Regions from separate parts of the Triticum aestivum genome. Here region 1 is linked to region 2. A link is a contact called in public Hi-C data. All regions are on one chromosome and are shown on one strand. Each heading gives the region's core, a stretch centred on a gene start, on an enhancer-like site or on the middle of the called end of the contact. The rest is flanking DNA. Distances are from core to core; before and after follow the strand shown.

Region 1 (5,584 bases), core at 984-3,483, 190 kb before region 2:
AAAAAATTCTTATGCAATGTAAAAAAAGTTTAAGTAATCAAAAAAATGTTTATATCATTTTTAAAAATGTTCTGGAAACAAAATTGTGTAATTAAAAAAGGTTTCCATATACGTTACCATTTTAAAAATTATTCACGTGTTTCAGAAATACGGTTGTGACATTTAAAAAATTTATACAGTGTAAGGAAAATCATGTAGTTTTATAAAAATCATATAATAAAAAAATTCAATGTGTATTAAAAATTGTTTGTATTAAAAATGTATGCAAACACGTGGTTGAAAGATGATAATCATGTATGTGAGTTCTCCTAAATATGTATAAAAATATTTCAAATGTATACAAAAAAGTGCAGATGTGTATGAAAAATAGTAGACATCAAAAGATATGTTTGAAAAATGTTAACCATGCATTTGAAAAATGTTAAATGGGTATAAGAAAATGTTCATGGTGTATAAAAAATGTATAATGTGTGTGAAAAAACTACATGTATTGATAAAAGGAAAAAAGGAAAAGGGATATAAAAAGTAAAAAATCCAATATTTTTGAAGATAACCGTTAAAGAAACAAAAAAAGCGAAACCCAAAACAATCACTGAAAACCGACGCAAAAATCAAAATAAAAAGATAAAACCATGAAAACCAAAGAACCGCTAAAGAAACACATAAAAACAAAAACTACAAGAAAAACCGATGAAGAACCAACACAGAAACCATACATAATAAAGAAAAGAAAAAGGTGTCTAAAAACCACTCCCGCAGGAACCCATATCTGGACGGCCCAACAATGCCTCCACGGGGAAAATAGTTGATGCCAGACTGAAAAATAGTATCACAGTAGGCGAGATATATTCAAGAGTTCTATGTTCTTTTTCATCGTCTAGTGATCATTGTTTTTTGTAAGAATAAATTTACTCTCGTTCTTTTGGCAGTGCCATGAGGCTAGATAGTTTTTTGTCTTCGCAGATCCGATTATTTGGATCTAGAGTTTATGCTGGTGTGTCAAACCTTTTGTGTTGGTTTGATTCTTTGTGAAGTTGAAATCTTTCATCAACACCATGATGAAGATATTGTGATCCGACAGCCTGCACTTCTAGAGGATCATCCCTGGCACATGTACATTCATTGATCAAGGCTTCCCATCTTTCTGAATGGGCGACTCAAGGCGCTTTAAAAAAATCATTATTGGTAATGTTCGTGCGGGTGAAAGAGTCACAACATCGTTGGTCCAATCCAATGTAGCCTCTTTACCGAAGTCTTTGAAGTATTTTTTATAACGGAGATTGATACAGCGAAGAAGGTGTTTACAAAAGATTTGATTGTAATTCTTAGATATAGAAGTTACTTTGTATTTTTTTTGTTTCTTAGATCCAAATCAGTGTACCTATAATTGTTATGAGTATGAATAAAATTACAGACGTTTCTAAAAAAAGGGTAGGTGAGATATATGGTCATGCCCTAGGATGAGGCCTCCTTTGGTTTAGAGGAATTTCATAGGAATTCTAGAGGATGGGATTCTTACAGGATTTTTTCCTTTAGAGCCCTTTGGTTCATAGGAATGGATTCCTATTCCTACATAAGATTGGTTCCTATCCTCCACATTTCATAGGAAAATAAAAAAGAGCCTAGACTCAATGGAAAAATTCCTTTGGTGTCAACCAAATGACATCTTGTTTCCTATTCCTACTCATAGGATTTGAGATACATGTCATCTCATTTCCTACAAGATTCCTATTCCTATGATAATCCTATCCTATGAACCAAAAGAGGCCTGAGTTCTGAACGCCAGTGCTGCCAGGCCACCACGGATGCATCTCCTTTTCTTCCTCTGCTGCTTTTGTCACACACACAAACTGGGACAGAAGAATTTTCGCTTGAGAATTGCGATGTCAACATCTCACATCATTTTCTGCGAGCAGAGCCGTCGAGATCAACAACCGGCAGCGGACCCACCCATCATCAATTCAATTGCAAACAAAACCGCCTTGTAAAGCAAAAACAGTCGAGTACTTAGTGCAATCCCTGGCCATGGACGTTGACATGCAAAGTTTAATCTTAGTTTACGTTAAGATAACACTTGGATTGGATCGCTGTACCAATATCAACACCATAACCGTCGTCATTGGCCCGTACCAAAAGCTACGTCAACGGCTAACGCGCGAGTCCACCCCACACACACCATGGTTCCATTATTAACGACAGCAATCGGTGGTCCACGCCCGCCATCGGACGGCCCGGCACGGCTCGCCGGTGCGCTGGAGCGCCGTCGGATGGGTAGCTTGGCTGGTTGTAGTGCGGGCAGGGCAATGGAGGTTGGAGATGGCTCCCCGCACGTCGTGGAGCGTTCGTGCGCCCACGCGGGCGGGCCCCGCGTCCGGCGATTAGGAAAACCGGGATAATCGCCGAAAGTCGCTTGGTCGGTTGCCATGGGGCATGCCAGTATTTTTTATATAACGCATTGGTCCTCCTCGTCTTGGGATTTTTTTTTCAGACAATTCAAAGAGCTTTATTCAAACGAAAGCATTCCTAGGACAATCAGCAAGTAAGCTGGTCACTAGGAAGCTGGCAGTGTCATATCAGTCACACTTAGTGCACGAGCAGACTTTGCACATAGGTGTGCTGAAATATTTGCTGATCGATTTACATGTTGAACATCAAATAAAGTAAAGTCACTAACTAGCTCTTCAATTCCAAGTAACAGCGGAGCCACAACCAAACGTGAATTGTGACGAGTATTCCAGAGTCGTACCATCTCCAGACAGCCCACCTTCATGATCACATGCGTGAGTCAGCGTAGCTTCGCAAATAGCGCACCATCCCGCATAGAAAGAGCTTCTGCTATCAGTGGATCAAAAATGCCCAAGTGGGGCTTACACTAAGCACCCATGAACTTCACATCCGAACGAGATACACCTCCCATGCCATTGCAGTTACCTGCGAAATCGATGGCACCATCGGTGTTGATCTTGACAATCACTACTAGGAAAATGCTTATAGATAGATGTTTACCAGTAGCGCTTGTTTAAGCACCCACGCTACTAGTATTTACCAGTGGCGCCTGGTACAAAACACGCTACTACTACTTAATAACAACAACGTTTGTTAGTTTGGGCCGCGTTGCTGTTACGTGGGCCGTAGGGCAAAAACGGTAGCCCACTTACCTCTAGCGTTTGTTTCGAACGGGCGCTACAGCTGGTGGGCTTAGCAGTAGCACCGGCCTCTACCCAGCGCTACTACTAGAGGAAAAGAAAACCGGCCCGCGCGCCGGTCTCCCCTTGCACCCCCTCACTCTGGATCAACATCGATCCCCTCCGCCCGACGCCGCCGCCGTGGTTAGGGTTCCTCCCCGGCCACCTCACCCTCGCCGACGGCGCTGTGCGCCGCCACCACGCGCTGTCGCCTCTCGCCTCCTCCGACGCTCCAGCACCGTAAGTCCCCCTTGATCTCCTCCTCCCTGCGCGCGCCACCACTAGGCTCCGATCGATTCGCCGCTGCAGCTCACCATGTTTTGGGATTTCGCGTGGGGGAAAGGGATCTATGGATTGCACGGTGGCTCCGCGCTTCGATGCGACGGGTCTGGTTCGCTCGACGTGTTCTTGCAGGCTTGTTTCCTCGCGTGAGAGAGTAGAGAGAGAAGTAGAGGCTTTTTGTTGGACGGCGGGAGCGCTGCAGGAGAGGGACAAGAGGCGGCGGGAGCTGCTGGACAGCACGTGGCGGGAGGAGTAACAGCGGGAGAGCAGGGCGACGGCGGTGGGCAAGCAGAGGGCCAGGGAGAAGGGAAAGGGGAAGGAGCTGGAGAATGGCAGAGAGGGCGACAAGTTAGGTCCACAATTCGCCAGGGTATCTGATGGATCCAAATCGACCCAAATCGAAAGAACTGTGTTGCCCTTGCCGAACGAACTGTGGTTGTTCATTTGCTGACGCCGACCCTTGTCGTTGGAGATTAAAGCGGTGAAGGGGTAGTTATTAGTACGGCTCTGCTCGTGGGTGAAGCTGATGCAGGACTGGAGAGGCAGCGTGTGTTGATGATTTCTTCAGCTCTGCTCGTCGGTGCTGCTGTCACGACAACTACAACCAACAACTTTTAGGAGTAGGAGGAGGTTAGCCGGTGACGGCATCGATCCACCAGCACCCGACCGTTAATGGAATGATCGACCCAAATCGCTATCCATGTGATGTTGTTAGTGAGCCCATTTTTGGTAAATTTCAGAAAAAGAAAACACAGAGAGATAGAGAGTTGTATTTGATCTAAAAGGGGGTGTTTGCCTTTTATAGTTTTAATGCCAAAGGTGGAATGGATGTTTACTTATTGTGTTTTGTGAATCTTGTGCCGTGCTGTTTTGAAAGATTCTAAGCTGGTTCTACTTTTGGATGTGGGAATAGATAAAGTGTTTCCCTGGATGGATCTACTTAGTTTAGTTGTCCTTGATGAGGATGGAAGTGTTTTTACCCTTGTGTCAGGGCTGGGAGTTGGCCTTGATGAGGATGGAAGAGTTATTGCTCTGCTTTGCCATGCTTGCAGAGATAATGCATAATTGATATTTGTGTAAATAAATGGTATTTTATCTATTGATGATCTTATTGCTGCCTTATAGCTGCCTCGATTAATGTGTGAATAAATGGTATTTTATCTACTAATAATGTAGAATTAGGCTGTTTTTGAACTACTTTTGCTTGTCTTCTTGCGCAATAATGGCAATATGCCATTTATCTTATTATCAGGCTCTGTTTGGATTACATGATCTCTATAGGTTAGTCTGAACTGAACTACAATTTAGTTGTTATTCTGCTTGCCATGTGAATCTGATGTGTATTCTCTATGATGTGAACCTGATGTGTATATTATTCAAAACCTGATGTGTATTGAAAACTTTATGTTTACTTTTTGGATCGTTAATCCTTTAATCATATTGCTTTAGGGAAATGGCGCCACCACCACCACCACCACCATGTCAACGGTGCAAGTCAAGGTGCGCCAGCAGCCTTGCAACTGGCACGCTGTTCGGCATCTACTTCCAGTCTAGTTTTCTTCATGCGGCGGTAATAAATTATATGAAACTAGTAACCACTATTTTGTTTTTAGTGTTATTGGCATTAATTCATCATGTATATATCATTTTGCCTTTTGTACACAGATCATCCCATGCAATGTGAGGTCGGAATTCAACAAGCTGACCGGAGACTCTGTGACCTTTGAGGCTCCTGGGGGCCCCTACACTATGGAGGTCGAGAAAGGATGAAATATGACGCATGTGGGAGGAGATGGATGGGTCCGTTTCATCACCCACATGCGTATCACCGGTGGTGAGTTGATCAACTTCTCCTTCAGAGCAGAAAGACCCAAGCTGGCCATCATTTATGTCAACAAAGCGGAAAATGATGAAGATGATGAGGATGATGACGACCCACTTGATGAAGCCATCGTAGATCAAAGAATGAGGTTGAGCGAGGAGGAGGTGTGCAACCTATGGGACATCATTCCGCCGCGTGCTGACTTCGTCGGGTGCCATTTGTGACCCGCCTGACAAGTACCATGGTTGATCGGCATGTCATGGTATGTTGCATTTACTATAGTAATTTGATGATA
Region 2 (5,363 bases), core at 1,530-4,029:
CATCCCATGTGGGTCGGAGGAGGCAATGGCAGTCCGCATTGCACTCCGCCGCTCCCCGGAGGACAGCACCCGACCGACGGACGGATCCGTCCGCCGCGACGCCATAGCGTCGGCTCACGGGGCGCTCGGTTCCTCTAGTGCTGGATCCTTGTGGTCCCGGCAGCCGAAACACCTCTCCTTCCTGATCACCGGTTGGGCAGAGTATGAGTCCCACCGAGAACGGGCGGCCCGCCGTGGGAAGGAGAGGATAAGTTCCAACGACACCCATATCACAACGAAAATGGCGGCGGCCGCAGAGGAGGAAACCATTTGTGCGCGCATTGTGAAGAAATGTTAGCGGAGGAACACGCGTGCCCTCGCCCGAGAGCAGAATCGGGCGGTCTGTGTCATGGTCGGACTGCCACCGAAGGAGGAGAAGGAGGGCAATGATGGCGACGAGCAGATCCGGCTCGATCCGTACAGCGTCTTCGACCGGCACTTCCGCGAGAAGGACGACAAGGGCGGCTCTGGATGAACTCCACCATAGCCAAACATGCCAAATTTTGGTAGTCCGATGACATGTTTAGTGTACTGTGATGGAGTAGCCGGACGATGCATGTGCGTCGACGTAGTTGCATGATTTTGTATGGATTTGAGATATGGTAATTGAGGTGTCCGGATATGGATTACATTTTTAAGGAGTTCGGTCAATTCCCACAGAAGCGTCCGCGGGTGTTTGAGGGGTTAGATTTGCCTAAGTCTAGCTATAGATAGATGCTCTAAGAGCAACTTCAACAGGCCGACCCAAACGGACGGCGGTGATTTCGTCCGCTTTTTGTCCGTTTGGGTCGGCCAGACGGGCACGGATGCCCGCTTCGGCATTTGGGTCGGCGCCTGCGCCCAACGCTGGCCGATACCCATTTTGACGGCGCCAAAAAAATGAACGCATGCATATTAAAAAAAGAGAAACAACATTAATTAAACATTAAAGCCGGCCACGAAGGTCGGCGAGAGTCCACGCGTCCACACATTTGCATTTAAAAAAACAGCCTAAACTACGAGGCGGCGCGCTGCCCTAGGCGTCGTCGTCCTCGGGGTCCGTGAGGTCGATGAGCGTCGGCGCCGGCCCGGCCCAAGCGAACGTCGTGTTCCAGAGCGCCGCCATGTCGGGCTATGCCGGCGCAGGCAGTGCCGGGGCGGGGGGTGTGCGGCCGCCTGTGCAGCCGCGGCCTGGCGCGCCTCCTCCTAGGCCTCGCGCTGCTCCTCCTCGAGGTCGCGCTCGAGCATCTCCTTGTACTCACCGCGACGGCGCTCCTCTGCCAGCCGGCGCTGGCGCCACATCTCGAGGTACGCCTGCTCCTGCACCGGCGTCGCCCCCAGCCAAACCGGTGGCGCGGACACCCACTCGCGCACCACTCCATTCCAGGAGAAACGCGCGATGGGCTCGGGTTCGGGCTCCGGCTTGATGGGGGACGGCGGGGTCACCGGCAGCACCACGCTGTCGCCCGCCGCAGAGAGGGCAAGGGCCTGTGCCATTTTCCGCCTCGTAGCGGGCCTCCTCTTCCGCCTCCGCCCTGCGCCGCTCGTCCTCCTAGCTCTCCCGGTAGACGGCCGCAAGGGCCGCCTGGTCCTCCTCGCGGACGACGAGCAGCGTTGGCCTCCGGTCGACCTCGCGCACGCCCCGTCGCCTCGCCTCCTCGTGCTCGAAGGCGAACCACCTTGCCCAGTTGGGCGAGTGGGTTGCGTAGGCCTTGTCGAGGCGCTGCTCCGGCGTCAGCAGCGCCCGTCGGCGCCGCACCTCCTCTGCGTGAGCATGAGCCGTCCGCGGTGCCGCCGGCACTGGGATCCTATCTGGATCCAGATGCCAGTCGTGCGGCAGCGTCACGTCCGGATACGACAGAGGCTGGCGGTTCTGCCAGTGCCACTCCGCCTGGTGCACTGGCACGTTGACGCGCTGCCTCTGTCGGCGAGGCGCCGACGGAGGTGGGAGGAACTCGGAGGGGAAAGGGGTGGCGGGTGACTTGCCTTGGCCTTGCTGCCGCTGGCGCCGGAGAAGAGGCCCATCTCGCTGTGGTTGTGGTGGCTAGGGTTTGCCGGCGACGAGGGAGCAAAGGTGGGCAGATGTGGACGGCGAGTATGGATGAGGACGGCCCCGCTGCACGGTCGGCTTAAAAAAGGACGAGCGTCGTCGCTGACGCGTGGGCCCGTCGTCATAAATTAAGCTGACCGCGTGGGCAGCGGGTAGTTGGACGGCCGCCATGTGGGGACGCTGCGGACAGCGGGAAAGCGCGCGAAGCGTCCGTTCGGCATCCGCGCCAACGCATTTGGGGCGCAAATTTGGACCGCAAATGCGTCGGCACGGACGACACGGACGTGATTTGGTTTTGGGTCGGCGCGTTGGGCCGTCACTTTTGTCCATACCGACTCAAACGGAGGTCCGCGGATGAAATGGATCGGTCCTTTGAAGTTGCTCTAAGGACGGAGGGAGGGCCATGTGAAATACAGGGAGACGCAAGGCGTAGCGTGGGCGGGATCCCCTCGATCTGCGCTTGTCAGCTGGAGAGGAGTTTGTTTATGTTGCGCCACCTCCTCGCCGGTCTCGTGGGCGCCCCCGCCCCATCACCGCCAGCAGCCAAACCAAACCAAATCCTGACACACCAAGAAGGCTGGCGCACGGCGCACGCACGTCCGTCCATCCACAAAGCCAGCCAGCCAGCGAGCGGGCGGGCGGGGGAGAGCAAGGAAACTCAAGTAAATATCCCGAACAAAACCTGTTGCCATCCATCGGTGGTCCGGCCTGGCCTCCGTCTAATCGTCCTCCGTGTCGATTTGCTCCCCCCCACACACGCGGAACACAGAGAGACCACCCCTACCGCGCCTCTCCTCGCCAGTCAATCAACCATCCAGCCAGCCAGCCAGCCAGCCAACCAATCACCCCCATCTCCCCCTCCCCCCTCGGAACTCCGTCTCGCGTGGATTAATGGATCTCCGCCCCGCCCCGCTCTCCCTCTCCCTCTCCCTCTAGCTGCTGCCGCTGCTTGCTAGTCCTCCCCGCCCCGCCCCGCCCGATTCGGAGCCGCGCGGACGGAGAGGAGGGGGGATGGGGCTCCGCAGGAGAGGGCCGCCGCTGCTGATGCTTCTCGGCCTGGCGGCCACGGCCTTGGCCGCCTCCGCCTCCGCCTCCGAGGGCGACGCCGATCCGCTCTACAGGTGGGACTCCCTTCCTCCCCGAGATTCCGCCCTTGCCTGTTTACTCTCCTTGGCAGTTGGGGGCGGTTCCCGCTCCTTGAGTTGCGTGTGCCTTGGTCTTGCCCGTCTCTGATGCCGATTGCGTATCGTGGAACAGTCTCGCCGACTGTCAGAGCTGCGTGCTAATAGTACGCTACGCGGCTCTCGCCTTCTTGCTGCTGCTGCTGCTGCTACCATCTTCTACCACATGCTGTTGATTGGTTGATTAACATTGATACTACCAGTACTAGTACTAGCACTACTGTGGTTTCTGGGGAACTGCAACTTCAACTAGTTTTGTAGTACTTCCCTAGAGCTGGGATGGGAAGATTTGCCCGCACTGTGTGCCACTTCCCTCCGTCCGGTTGTGTTTGCCCAACAATATAGTAATTTCAGCGACATATGTTTGCTTACTGCTGCCCATATCATCGACCTTGTCGGTTCAGTGCGTCCGTGTTATGGTTCGCGTGATCCGCAGCCGTGCCAGATCTCGTGTTAACATCACCAGCATTGGACCTGGAAATCTGTCTACCAACTCTCCATTGGATGCTTGAATTCAGATCTCGAATTCAGTCATATTCAGAATTTCGAATTCAGGAACATTAGCAACGACAAAGAAATACTACTCTGTACCGTCTTTTCATACCACTGCTGTATTTGGCTTTATGATGATGAAGATGCGCTGATTTCTTCATACAGTTTGAGACTTGGCCAGCAACCAACCAGCATCCTAGTAATTACTCATGTTTTCCTTGCGTTTTTTTTTACCAGAGCTTGCTTCGAAGAATGTCAAAGGACTGGCACCCTGAAAGAGGATTCTATCAAACACTGTGTTGTGCCGACCGATGACCAGCCCGCTGACAAGGCATGGTACGCGCACGAGCCATTGTACCTCCAGTGGAAGGAGTGGAACTGCAACAGCGAATGCCGATACCATTGTATGATGGAAAGAGAGCAGGAAAGGGAAGAGCTTGGGCTAGGGCCCGTCAAGTATCATGGCAAATGGCCTCTCAAACGTGCTTCTGTGTTTCAGGTACCTCTAGCTCCGTGTTAGTCTTTATGTCTTCATCAGTACCACAGTTAAAGCATTTTCTGTCTCATGTTCACTTACTTACATACTGGCTATTGTTTCATTTCTAGGAACCTCTTTCTGCAGCTCTATCTGCCCTGACTCTTCTCGTGCAGTTTAATGGATGGCTATCGTTTTTCCTCTTGCTTTCTTACAAGCTGCCTCTTAGGCCAGAAACTCATGCCACATACTACGAATACACCGGATTATGGCACATCAACGCGCTCTTGGCCATGAATTCGTGGTTCTGGTGTGCCATATATCACAGTTGGTACGTTCAGTCTAGCAGTCTACGTTTTCAGATGAGTTGTCTGTCGACAGTTAATTAATCCAGCTTGACCATCTCTATTACAGTGATACTGCTTGGACAGAAAAGCTGTATTTGTCATCAGCTGCTGCTTTTTTTGGTTACTCCCTCATCTTGGCCATACTGCGAACTTCGAATCTGAGGGATGAAGCTTCAAGAGTGATGGTTGCAGCTCCAATTCTGGCTTTTGTGACAACCCACATTTTGTACCTCAACTTCTACGAACTCGACAAAGGTATTCCAAATTCATGATAACTTGTTTTGCTTCTGCACGATCATAGAGAAAACTATATGCAGTTAAATTCTGAGATTGGTACTTCCTGGTGGTAGTGCTGGAAATTAAAATGCTTGGCTGTCCTAACCTTCTAATTCTGCAGGCCTGAACATGAAGGTTTGCACTGTTATTAGCGTTGCTCAGCTCCTTCTATGGACAGTGTGGGCTGCTATCACAAGGCATCCTTCACGCCTGAAGGTCGCCTTTGTTGCCATCGGTGGTGTCCTCTCACTATACCTGGAAGCACATGATGTCCCTCCGCGATGGGGATATGTTGATGGACACGCAATCTGCCTCGCCATGGCTATCCCCCTGTCATACCTCTGGTGGAGCTTCGCCAAGGAAGACGCCGAGATGCGCACGGCGGCAATCATGAAGAAGAAACGATAACAGGCTTCGCCAGACCAAATACTTCCATCTTTGGTGGTGTGAAAACTTGTCTCCACTCATCCAATGTAAAGATGAGTTTTTCATTGTAAATTTAGGAGATCTCGTATGTGAATTAC

Evidence for each region. Hi-C and Micro-C count contacts between places; a contact is called where the count stands out from the background.
Region 1: a Hi-C map of leaf shows a contact between it and region 2, with 4 times the contacts expected there. The contact joins the enhancer-like site here to the promoter of LOC123105986 in region 2. A contact is called at or near these places in 1 of 5 Hi-C or Micro-C datasets (leaf) and 1 of 1 datasets of contacts at active chromatin or transcription factors (leaf).

What each region holds. Positions count from the first base shown.
Region 1 is chr5A:684,895,855-684,901,438 of IWGSC CS RefSeq v2.1, reverse strand. No RefSeq gene overlaps it. Among protein-coding and RNA genes, the nearest start is that of LOC123105988, 4.0 kb to the left of the region's middle. Within about 2 kb of position 2,233, at least 5 of the 8 cell types and tissues checked have an H3K27ac peak or open chromatin away from gene starts, as enhancers often do. A contact at or near this core is called in leaf, where this site is marked.
Region 2 is chr5A:684,710,914-684,716,276 of IWGSC CS RefSeq v2.1, reverse strand. It overlaps LOC123105986 (post-GPI attachment to proteins factor 3), which reads left to right and starts at 2,779. Exons shown (of 5, transcript XM_044528178.1): 1 at 2,779-3,189; 2 at 3,979-4,240; 3 at 4,348-4,547; 4 at 4,631-4,818; 5 at 4,961-5,363. The coding sequence starts at 3,080. The coding sequence ends at 5,247.